2 separate regions of the Mus musculus genome follow, and region 2 is linked to region 1. Evidence: chromatin contacts called from public HiChIP or PLAC-seq data. All regions are on one chromosome and are shown on one strand. Each heading gives the region's core, a stretch centred on a gene start, on an enhancer-like site or on the middle of the called end of the contact. The rest is flanking DNA. Distances are from core to core; before and after follow the strand shown. Region 1 overlaps B930092H01Rik (RIKEN cDNA B930092H01 gene). Region 2 overlaps Gm34828 (a long non-coding RNA gene).

Evidence for each region. HiChIP or PLAC-seq counts read pairs in DNA pulled down with a chosen protein or histone mark.
Region 2: a FOXA1 HiChIP or PLAC-seq map of pancreatic cancer cells shows a contact between it and region 1. The contact joins two enhancer-like sites. A contact is called at or near these places in 2 of 15 datasets of contacts at CTCF or cohesin (CD8 T cells and large pre-B cells), 9 of 484 Hi-C or Micro-C datasets (B cells, the N1E-115 cell line, bone marrow-derived macrophages and 4 more) and 2 of 115 datasets of contacts at active chromatin or transcription factors (CD8 T cells and pancreatic cancer cells).

Annotation. Positions count from the first base shown.
Region 1 is chr9:61,275,643-61,280,991 of GRCm38.p6, reverse strand. The region is part of intron 3 of B930092H01Rik (RIKEN cDNA B930092H01 gene); the gene reads left to right. Among named protein-coding and RNA genes, the nearest start is that of Gm51681, 5.2 kb to the left of the region's middle. Within about 2 kb of position 3,186, at least 130 of the 459 cell types and tissues checked have an H3K27ac peak or open chromatin away from gene starts, as enhancers often do. A contact at or near this core is called in pancreatic cancer cells, where this site is marked.
Region 2 is chr9:61,805,565-61,810,913 of GRCm38.p6, reverse strand. All of the region lies in intron 3 of Gm34828 (a long non-coding RNA gene), which reads left to right. Among named protein-coding and RNA genes, the nearest start is that of Gm34828, 14 kb to the left of the region's middle. Within about 2 kb of position 2,168, at least 47 of the 459 cell types and tissues checked have an H3K27ac peak or open chromatin away from gene starts, as enhancers often do. A contact at or near this core is called in pancreatic cancer cells, where this site is marked.

The DNA.
Region 1 (5,349 bases), core at 1,937-4,436:
GCTCCAGGTGTTGCTGGGGCAACCCTTTGGCTACTGCACTGCAAAATGAATGGTACTGGTTCTGTTTGCTCACAGGAAATGCCCTAGGCTGTGGTCAGCTGGAAGGTCTGCTTCTCCTCAATCTAGAAACTTCTGGGACTGTCTTTGGTGCTGAGAGTCCAAGTCTAGGAGGTGTGAGCAGCTGCGTCTCCATCTCCCTGGACCAAGCCATGCTCCGATGATGATGATGATGGTGATGGTGATGATGACCTGCCTCTCGAGGCCTGAGCTGGCTGCCTTACTTAGGTTTCTATTGCTGTGATAAAATACCATAACCAAAAAAACAGCTCGGGAGGAAAGAGTTTAATTCAGCTTACAGTTACATACTCAGTGCCTCACGGAGAGATGTCAGGGCAGGGGTGGAAGCTGGAATTCTGCTCACTGGCTGATTGTCCATGCTGCCTCAGCCTGCTTTCCCAGACACCTAGGATCACCTCCCACAATGCACTGGGTCCTCTCAATCAATCACTAATTAAGGAAATGCTCCACAGGCTTGCCTACAAGTCAACCTTATGGGATGTTTTCTTAATTGTTCTCGTCTCACCGCCAACAACAAAAACAAGGCCCAGAAAGCAGCCAGGTGGATTACTTTATGATGTGTTGGGGACAGGTCTAAGGAGAGAAGTCCTGGTCTCCAGTCTCTTATCTAGAAAGCAGGTAGAGTTTATATCATACATCACACCAAGAAGCTCCCAGAGTGCATATTGGTACCTCTCTCTTTGCTGCAGGGAGAGAGAGAGAGAAGGAGAGGGAGAGGGAGGGGGGGAGGGAGAGAGAGAGAGAGAGAGAGAGAACAGGAAAGACCAAATAAAAACAACTGTAAGGTGGAGGGGTTTATTTTGAGTTACAGTTTTGGGGTAGAGTCCATCATGATGGGGAGGTCATGGCAGGAGAGCCTTGAGCTAGCCAGTCAGATGGCATCCATGGTCAGGAAGGAGAAGGGGTGAATGCTGATGCCCAGCCTGCTTTCCATCAGGCAGGCAGGCACAGCAACCCATGGGATGGTGCTGCCCAACCTAGCGTGGGGTCTTCCTCCTTCAATTAACTCAGTCTAAACACTCCTTCTTCACTGACATGTCCAGAGGTGTGTCTCCAGAGTGACTCTAGAATCTGTTGCCAGTCAAGAACCTCACAGTGGTACACGGGCATGTGCACACACACACACACACACACACACACACACACACACACACAGATCAACAGACCATGGAAAACGACCTAGGATTGGTTACGACCACAGTAGGTCGTCCATTCCCTTCCTCTCTGACTGTCAGTTTCCTCAATCTGGAAAAATTAAGGGATATAGATTAGATGGTTCCTTCTGAGGGAAGCCTGAGGGACCTTGCTGGTAACCGCACCATCATCTGATTAGTGTTCAATTTAAAGCAGTTAATAGACAGCTGGAACTTTGCAAGGCTGGCCAATTACTAGGCGCGGCTGGAGAGCACAGTGCCAGAGAGCACGCTGGGTCCTTGGGGACCAGTCTATATATCAGGGTGTCATCAGCCACTCCAGGGACCTGCAGTATGAATAGCATTGCCGGAGGTTTCGCGCAATGCAAAACAAAGGGAGCTCTCCCGCAGCAGCTCTCTAGGGAAGTAGGACACTCAGAGGCAATTTCCTGGAGTCCCCACCAGGCCCTGGGAAAGCTGAGCAGTGGTCTGGGAGCCTGGCAGAAGGCTGTCCCTCCTCCCTCATCACCTTTCCCTGGGCTCTGCCTGCTGCCTGCTGACAGGACCCAATTAGCATCCTTCTGAGAGGCTGGCAAAGCAAACAAAGAGGAGAGGGATCCCCAGGAGAGAAGACCCTGACAGTGCAGGTCCTGAAGGCCCGAACACAGGCCTTGGACTCAGCCCAGCCTGGAATCCCAGAGCTCCACTTTGCAAGCCCTGTGACTCAAGATAGCGCAGTGGCTTGTTGGAGAAGCAGGTCTGTTTGGGCTTCAAAATTAAGTAAGAATGAGATTTATGAAAGCCATTGAAAGGACGAAAATACGGAATTCACTGGGACCTCCCTGGCGCCAGGCTGCAGATATAATCTGTAGCTCAGGGCATGGGGGGGGGGGGAGGTACTGAGTCTGGGATCTGTGTTTAAGTCTCTGCGACTGGCTGGTGCACCCCTGAAGACGAGTCTCACCTCTCTTGGTGTCTTCATCTGTATCCTGAAAACACTTACAGTGTTTCCCCCAAAGGAATGAAAGAGAAAAGTGAAACTGCCTGGCTGGGAGGGGGGTGGGACTGTGACTCAGAGAGGGTGGCACTACTTTTCTCAGCGCCCAAGTGACTGCCTCAGGTGTGTGTCACCATGCCACCTTGGGACAGCCTGACCAGGTTTAGAGGGGTGGCACTTCCAAGTCCTGGATGACCCACAGCAGCCCGCCTGCCCAGCGGTTAGCTCAGGAAAGCCTCAAATTATACAATTTATGAAACTCGATCCAGTTTTCCGTCTGGAACGTGTGATTAGAAAGATTACACATTGCCTGTTGCAATTATGGTAATGTTGATGTGTGGACAGATAACTGGCAGCGGAGCTGTTCTCAGCCATCTATTTATAGGCTCGGATTCTTGCTATCTCAAGGCAGACATATGGGCCATGAAGGCAGGCGACAAAAAAAAAAAAAAAAAAAAAAAAAAAAAAAAAGCCAGGAGGGGGAGCGTGAGCCTCCCTCGGAATGAAAAGACACCAAAGGAAGCCGTAATTAGGGCTGGGACTGGCTTATGTAAATCAGGTAATACTTTCAAAACAGACACGAGATCCGGTTTTAATAAAGCACATTGGAACAAATGGCGGAATAATGACTTTAATAAATCTAAATACAAATATTTTGTTTCGTCTCCAAAATGAACAGCCCTGGCATCTGCCGAGCTTGGGCCCGGGCGAGGGGCGGCGCTCAGTGTTACTGCATTCTTACGCTCCCTCAGCAGGCTTGAGGATTTTAATTTTTAGCCTTCTGCTAAATTACACGGGCTGTCAGTCAACTGTGGGAGATATTTTGAGTAGCGAGATTTATACAAACACACAGAGCACACTCAGAAGGCTCTGCACAATATCTTTTACACCAACCCAGCATGTAAATCACAGGTTGTTCCGGGCCTTGAATTACAGCTTTTCTGGAGATAGACTGCAGAGACATCATTCACCAGTAGGAGGGATCTGGTGGCACTTTCTCGATGCCCTTCTCACCCCAGTGTGAATCAGAGGCTGACTAGGAGAGTGTTCTTTTGCACTTCCCACCCCAGCTCTGCTGCCTGCGCCTGCGGTTGTTGATCCATGAGGCAAAGAGGCTGCCCGTGTGTGCTCTGATTAGTTAAATAATGTTGTCCTGGACACAGACCGATCTCTTCAAGTGAATAAGACTAGGCATGATGGCTCGTGCCTATAATTCTAGCACTTGGGAAGCAGAGGCTAGGTGCTAGAGGATCTCAAGTTGGAGTTCAGGCTGTGATATAAGTGAGTTTAAGGGCAGCCTGGACGACTTCTTGTATGCTGATGGACAGCTCTGCGGTAGGCAGTCCTGTGAGCATCACTTCCTCTGGTCTTCACTATACCTAAACACCCATGCTTCACTCACTGACATTTTATGTGATATATTGTTCTTCTTTACTTAATAGAACTAGGTTTTGTTTTATGTATGTATTTCTCATGCTATTTTAAACTACTGTCCTCAAGTCTATGGATTCTTTTTTTCAACAGTTTTTTTTTTCTTCTTCTTCTTCTTTTTTTTGTTCTTCAAGACAGGGTTTCTCTGTGTAGCTCTGGCTGTCCTGGAACTCACTCTGTAGACCACGTTGGCCTTGAACTCAGAAATCCACCTGCCTCTACCTCCCAAGTGCTGGGATTAAAGGTGTGCCTCACCACTGCCCCGCCAAATCTATGGATTCTTAATATAAAGGCAACACACATTTCAAATATGTCTCTACCCACAAGGTTTTGAGTGGTCCAATGATTCCGCTTACGGAAGTTTGTTCCTCAGAGTAGTAATGTTGGAAGGTGATGGAACCTTCAAGAAGCGGGGCCTCCAGAGGTAATTTATTAGGTTATTAGGTCCTGGAAAGGGTCTAATGGCATCCTCATGGAGTTAGTTCTCTAGAGAGGACATTCTTAGAAAAAGAACAGGACCACCCACTCCACTCCTTAGCTTTCTGATTTGCCACTCAGGCTCTCTGTCTTGCATGCACTCTCGCCATGACACCCTTTGCCATGATGATATAGCCAGGGAAGCCCGGGACAGAACCCTCATCATGCTGGTTGTACTTCCTAAGTATACTTCTTCTCTGTGTATATTACTCCCCTCCCCCACCCCAGGTATATTGTAGCAATGGAAAAAAAAAGCCCAATACTACACACATGGGAACTAGGATTAATGGCCTGTATTTGGGAAGAGCTAGCCTTTATTCTGTCACATTTTGTTTTGTGTTTTTAAACAGACAAAGGTTGTGATGGCAATGTTCTTAAGCAGCCAAAATAGAAATCTGGTGACCTTATGCCACTCTCGTAGAGGCCTGTGAAATCCAGCAGCCAGGCCTCACTCACCCATATCCTCATGTGATTAGAGTTTCTGCACTGCAGGGCAGGGCTGAAGGCATTCAGCTGTTTCTCCTCACCTACATCTATTCACAATCCCCTCTCTACTCATTTCTTCTCTCTTGTTTAACCAGTTCTTTATACATTTGTATAACTGTCCATGCATCCATCTCTCCACCTATCATTCCATTAATCCACCCATCCACTATGCATGCACGCATCCACCCACCCACTTATCCTTCCATTCATCCACACACCCATTAATCCCAGCCACCTGCCCACTCATCTATCCATCTATTCACCCATCTATCTATCCACCCATCCACTCATCCACTATACATCCATTCATCTACCCACCCATCTATCCACCCATCCATCCACCCATCCTTCCATTCATCCTTCCACTCACCATCCATCCATCCATCCATCCAATCCATCCATCCACCCTTCCGTTCATCCATACACCCATTAATCCCACCCACTTACCCACTCATCCACCCACCCATCTACCTATCCTTCCATTCATCCACCCATCCACTATCCATCCACTTATCCATCCACTTATCCATCCATCCATCCATCCACCATCCTTCCACTCATCCACATACCTACCCATTCGTCCACCCATCTACTCACCCATCTATCTATCCACCCATTCATCTACCCATCCATGCACCCACCCATCCATCCATCCACCTACCCATTCATCCACTCATCTATCCACCCATCGTTCCATCCATCTGCTCTCTTACCTATCCACATACCCACCCACCCACCCACCCAACT
Region 2 (5,349 bases), core at 919-3,418, 530 kb before region 1:
TAGGTGAGCCAAAGGGGCTTTTGATTGCTGCATCTCAATACTTTGAGAGCTGGACCTTGGTAAACAGCCATAGAAGGAGGAAGAAGCCAAGTAAGGGAATAGACCATGGTGGCTAGCTTTAGGATTGTAATCTACTGTGATTTTTTTTTTTTTAGCAAGGCAGAGAGAATAAGGGAGAAGGGCAAGGCCTGCCAGAGTCATGTTTGCCAGACTGAGCTGGCCAGAGTCCCTTCAGCATTTCCTGAAGGTTCCACAACCTCTTCACGTATAACCCCAGGAGTAATCCCTTACCACATTGGCTTTGGCAGAATTCTCAAGGCTGAGTCAGAACAGCATCTCTGTTTCATCAGTTATAGCCAAGAATGGGTTGTGGCCAAAGGGACGATGTAGACGAGAGGGTGTTCCTCAGAGAAGAGAGCACTGACGAGGTGGGCATGTTTGCTACAGTGTCAGAAGATAAGGAACCCAGATGGCTTTGCCATTGGATGAAATAGTCACAGGCTCGCAGAAGATGCCCTCTCTGTATTTTTAACAAAAAAGAACTTCCCAAGCTTGGAGTCCAAGTTGTCACAGGGGCCTACGTGACAGCTGATTTGTAGTCCAGGTTGTCACAGGGGCCTACATAACAGCTGATTTGTGAGGCATTTCTCCCTCATTTACCAAGTCTTCAGAGAGAACAGTTAGTAAAATATGCTAATGGCCAATTTTTGCAAATGACCATTTTGGTGCTCCCAGACCATTGGGGCAGGCTGAAGCTAATTTCTAGAATGTCCCCTTGATGATGCTGGCAACCGCTTTAATACTGACCTAGAGTTAGGCCATGGATCCTGTTCCAAAAGTGCTAAGTCTGAATTTGCTTTACTTGTGGGCAATGAAAAGCCACCCTATGTGGGTGCCTTGCCCCTGGATATCCTGTGGCTGTCTAGTCTCAGGAATGGCTGGTTGTGGTGTGGGAAGTTGGGCACAACCTTGTGAGGTAGTCATCTTTAAGCACTTATTAACGCCGCCTTGAGCCTTCATCCCATACTGGCTTCATGAGCTTCTCTGCTCTCCATTGAGATTGGAAGCTATGTATGTGACACTGAATGTGTCCCCCCCACCCCCATCTTTTTTCTGAGACAGGGTCTCATGTGTCCCACATTGGCCTTGAACTCACCATGTAGTCAAAGATGACTCTGAGCTCCTGATTTTCCTGCCTGCATCTCTGGAGTGCCAGGATTACAGACGGTCTCCGTCATATTAGTTTATGTGGTGTTGAGCAAGTAATCTGCCGGCTGAGCCACATTTCCGGCTGATATGCATCCTTCCTCTATATCACCCAGGGCACCCCCAAAGGCTGACGACCACTGTGGCTTTTCCCCGACCACCCCTGCTTTGGGTAGGCCCCCAGAATGATCCTGACACCTATCCCTATACCCAAATATGAATGGAGGTCACCATGGCCCGTCTCCTGGGATGACCATTGAGAACATCTAATGGTGGCATATCATTAGGGCTGCCAAAACCATTCTTTCCAGAGGAGAGAGTTACTCTTAAATATGAACTCATAGCAGCATCAAAGCAAGCCCACAAAAGCCCACAGCGAGGAATTTTTTTTCTAAATCTATGTCATTAAAACATGGTAGGTGCAAGGGCTTGTCTGCAGGCCCCTCCCACTAAGCTACGGTGATTGACGTCCAGTAGGCCTTCATCTGTCATGCTCGGCTGATGAGGGGATTCATCGATTCTCTGCTTAGTCACCCGGGGCCCGTGAGTACCAGTCCCCACAGGCCTTTCCCATAGATGCCAACTACAGGGTTTGGCTAATAGCCCCAGACTTCTTTACCTTCCCTTTTTACTGACCCCACCCCTAAAGGGCAACCTCCCCTAGTAACCTTTCCAGTCGCTGTGACTCCTCTGGAGTGTTGACTGAGCCAGAGAGCATGCTCCCTCTCTCCCCTCTTGTGTTTGCTCAGTGGAGGAGCCAGCCTTAGGTTCCTCTGTCTTTACAGGAGCCTCTCACAGGGAGGGGTTGTGTGTGTGTGTGGGGGGGGGGTTGTTGGGGAGCAAGGGTGGGGGAGGCAGGGTGGCTTCCTGCCCTGCTGTTGGTTATCACAGGCTCTGCTAATGCTGCTCAAACAATATCGAGAAGAACCCAGCTCAATAGCACCAGTGTTAGGCCGCAGAGTCAATATTGGCTAAGCAAACACCAGAAAAGAAGGAGTTGCTATTTGCGTAGCTAGGAGTGCTTGTGTGCTGTGGCTGCCTTGTCAGGGGCCCTTGGAAAGGAAGGAAGGAGGTGGGGTTGTAGGTGGAGGGCCCAGGAGAGAAGGGCTAACAGGGACTCCTACCTAGCGGGTGCCAACAGTCGGCTTCAGGATTCCTTGTGGTACATCTGAGCACATCTAGCAACCTGCCTTCACCCCTCTGCGTTTTCTACCCAGAATGTTAGAGTGGTTGCCAGATGTCCATCGGAGAAGCAGGGAGGGAAAGCCTCCCCCTGCTGAGATCCAACTGGCAGGTTGTTTAGTTAGACTGAGGAACTCAGGGTCAGAGTTGGGAGAAGGTTTCCCTTCCATGTCTCTTGGGCCTCCAGCTCCCCGTTTTTCCTCTGTGTCCACACTGGCAGCCCCCTTGAAAAGAAAACGCAGTGTGCAAGTATTTCTGCAGCCCGAAGGCCATTCAGCAGCTGACCAGCCAGCTGTGGCCACCGCCCGGCCTGGCCTCAAGAAGCGAGGTGGCTGCGTCTCAGCTCATGTCCCATGTTTGTCTCTAGAGAATTTTGGGCTCTCGTGGCTCTGAGTGGTGACCTTCCCAGAACGATGTACCTATTTATAGAAGTCTGTCCTTGGTTTTGCTTCTTCTTCTGGGCCACCAAGGATGGGCCTGGGTGAGCTTGACCCCTGTACGTGGACAAGGCTGGGTTTGTGGGAGGGCATGTGGCAGGTTGGTGGGGGAACAGGCTGTGTCTTGGTTCTTCATGGAACACTGTAGAGTCCCTCTTTGTACTTGATGGGGTGTGTGGTACACAGACTATTTGTAGACTGGGGAAGGCACAAGGCTTGGGCTTCTGGTGCCACAATCACCAGTCCTAGATACCAGATTTGAGCTGGAACACCGGAGACAGTACCCAATGACTTTAGCCATGTCCTAATGTCCTAACCCTCGAGTCTTTGCCACTCAAGGCTCCTGCCACTCCCAGACAGAGGTGAGTTCAGGAATTCAGAGAATGAGGTACCATGCAAGTTTTAGATACTATCCCTCCTCTGGAAGCTGAGTGCTCTGTTGACCCTGGAGCACAAAGGGAGGCCACCCTTGAGCAGTTTTGAGGGTATGTGTGCGTGTATGTGAATGCCTGACCACAAGCTTTGGCTCTGAAACATGGCGTTTTGGCAAGGAGGGAGGGGAAGCTCCTTTGTGCTCACATATGGCAAAGGATGGAGATATGTTCCTGTGTCAGGATTGAAGGCAAGAGGATGTTGGTACAGGGCCATGTTTATGCAGACTGAAGACGGCCCCTCCTCCACCCCACTCAGCCTTCCCCTCACCCCTGGTGATGTGAGGACATCCAAGCAGGTATCTGCCTGTTTGGTTCTCATAGCTGTTAGCCTCTTTCTTGTCCCCAAGCCATTCTTCAGAGCTGCTGCTGATTTCTTCATAGACTTGGTTGGGGCCTGCTTAGCTGAATCGGCCCAAAGATAGAAGTATTTCCTATATGGGTACCCCATTTGTGAGGCCATGTGTGGAAATGGGGTCCTGTCCCCTCCAGAGGTTGATTGTATAAGAAGGGATATCTGGGAAGGCTCGGGACATAGCCCAGCCTAGAGCCTCTCACTGTGGTCTTATCCTGGGCCCTTCACTCCAGGCTCTCTGCAGGTGTCTTTTCCATTCTGGTAGAAGGTAGGTAATGAGACTCATGGTGTCACAGAGTAACCATAGGGACTCAATGGTGACAGGGAGGGCAGCCATGGGCTCCGCACACAGGCCTTAGGACCCAGCCTCATTCTTACTTCCTAGGTATTCTGAACCATGTGTCATGATTACGAAGGAAGGAGAGAATAAGCTCCAATTGAAAGCAATTTGATTTCAAATTCACATCCCGCCACTTTGGGCCATACAGGAGCTTTAGATATCCTACCCTTGGGGTGCTACAAGGATGGGAACAGATAGCATATGTGTGGATCATAGATATATCATGGTCTTGATGCCTGAAGCTTAGTCCTCAACACCCTGTGCCTTCCCTCTGATCTTTCCGAGCCTCACAGGCAGCACAGGTTTCACATCGATCAGATGGTCTCTGTAGGACCACACTTTTCATGCCCCAGTGGGCTCTTCTTTCAGGGAAGGGTGACAGGATGCCAGTGATGAGCACCTGATGGCTAGGCTTTAAATGCCAATTCAGAAGCTGTTCACTACCAGGCCAGCGCCTGAGCCCCTGAACTTGCTCCATCTTTGCAACAGGCCTTATGATGTTTAATTTAGAGGTCACAGAAAGTCTGAATGCGGACACAGTTACAGGTCCCGCTTTAGTGTGGTTTAAAGGCACAGCTAGCTCCAGAAGATTCTGATACACAGCAGGTTGTTGGAGTGAAGATGGCTGCTGGGAAATGTCCCATGATCCTGCCCCACAGTGCGGGCAGCTGAGCAACATGTGGCACTGACAACAATAATGTCTTTCATCCCTCTGGGTCCCCCAAGGCCATTTTGTGCTACAGTTACTAGCAGTATTCTCCACTCCCCCCTGCCTGGTCTCCCACTGGGGCCTGGCTCTGTGCTAAGGCTGTTTGCATGCTCCCTGCACCAGTTGGCAAGAACTACCTCAGAACATGCCAGTCTGTGGCCACAGCATGTTCTCTGATGTCTCTGAAGAGGCCTGTAACATGAGTACTCAATGGAGCAGGTCCAACAAAGAACACAGGATGAAGAAGTCTGGGACTCATGGTCACCTTGCCACTGGACGTGAGGACCACATGAGTGTCTCTAGCCAAGAGATCCTCAGCGTTATAAAGGGGTGGAGAGATGGATCAGCAGTTGAGAGTGCACAGTGCTCTTCTAAAGAATCCACATTCAGTTCCCAGCACCTACATTGAGGGGACTCATAACTGCCTCTAACTCTAGTTCCAGAGAATCTGATGCCCTCTTCTGACCTCTGAAGGTACACACACACACACACACACACACACACACACACACACACACACACAGAAGCAGGGCATGAATGCTATCCCTCTCTATCCCAAGAGGCTGAGTTCCTGGTGGTTTTTCCACCATCAGAGTCCCTGTGGCATCTTGTGAATGGCTGGGTGGAGTGTATACTTCGGGAAGTGCATAGGGACAGGCTAGTGACTCTTTGGGACACACACTTTTGCC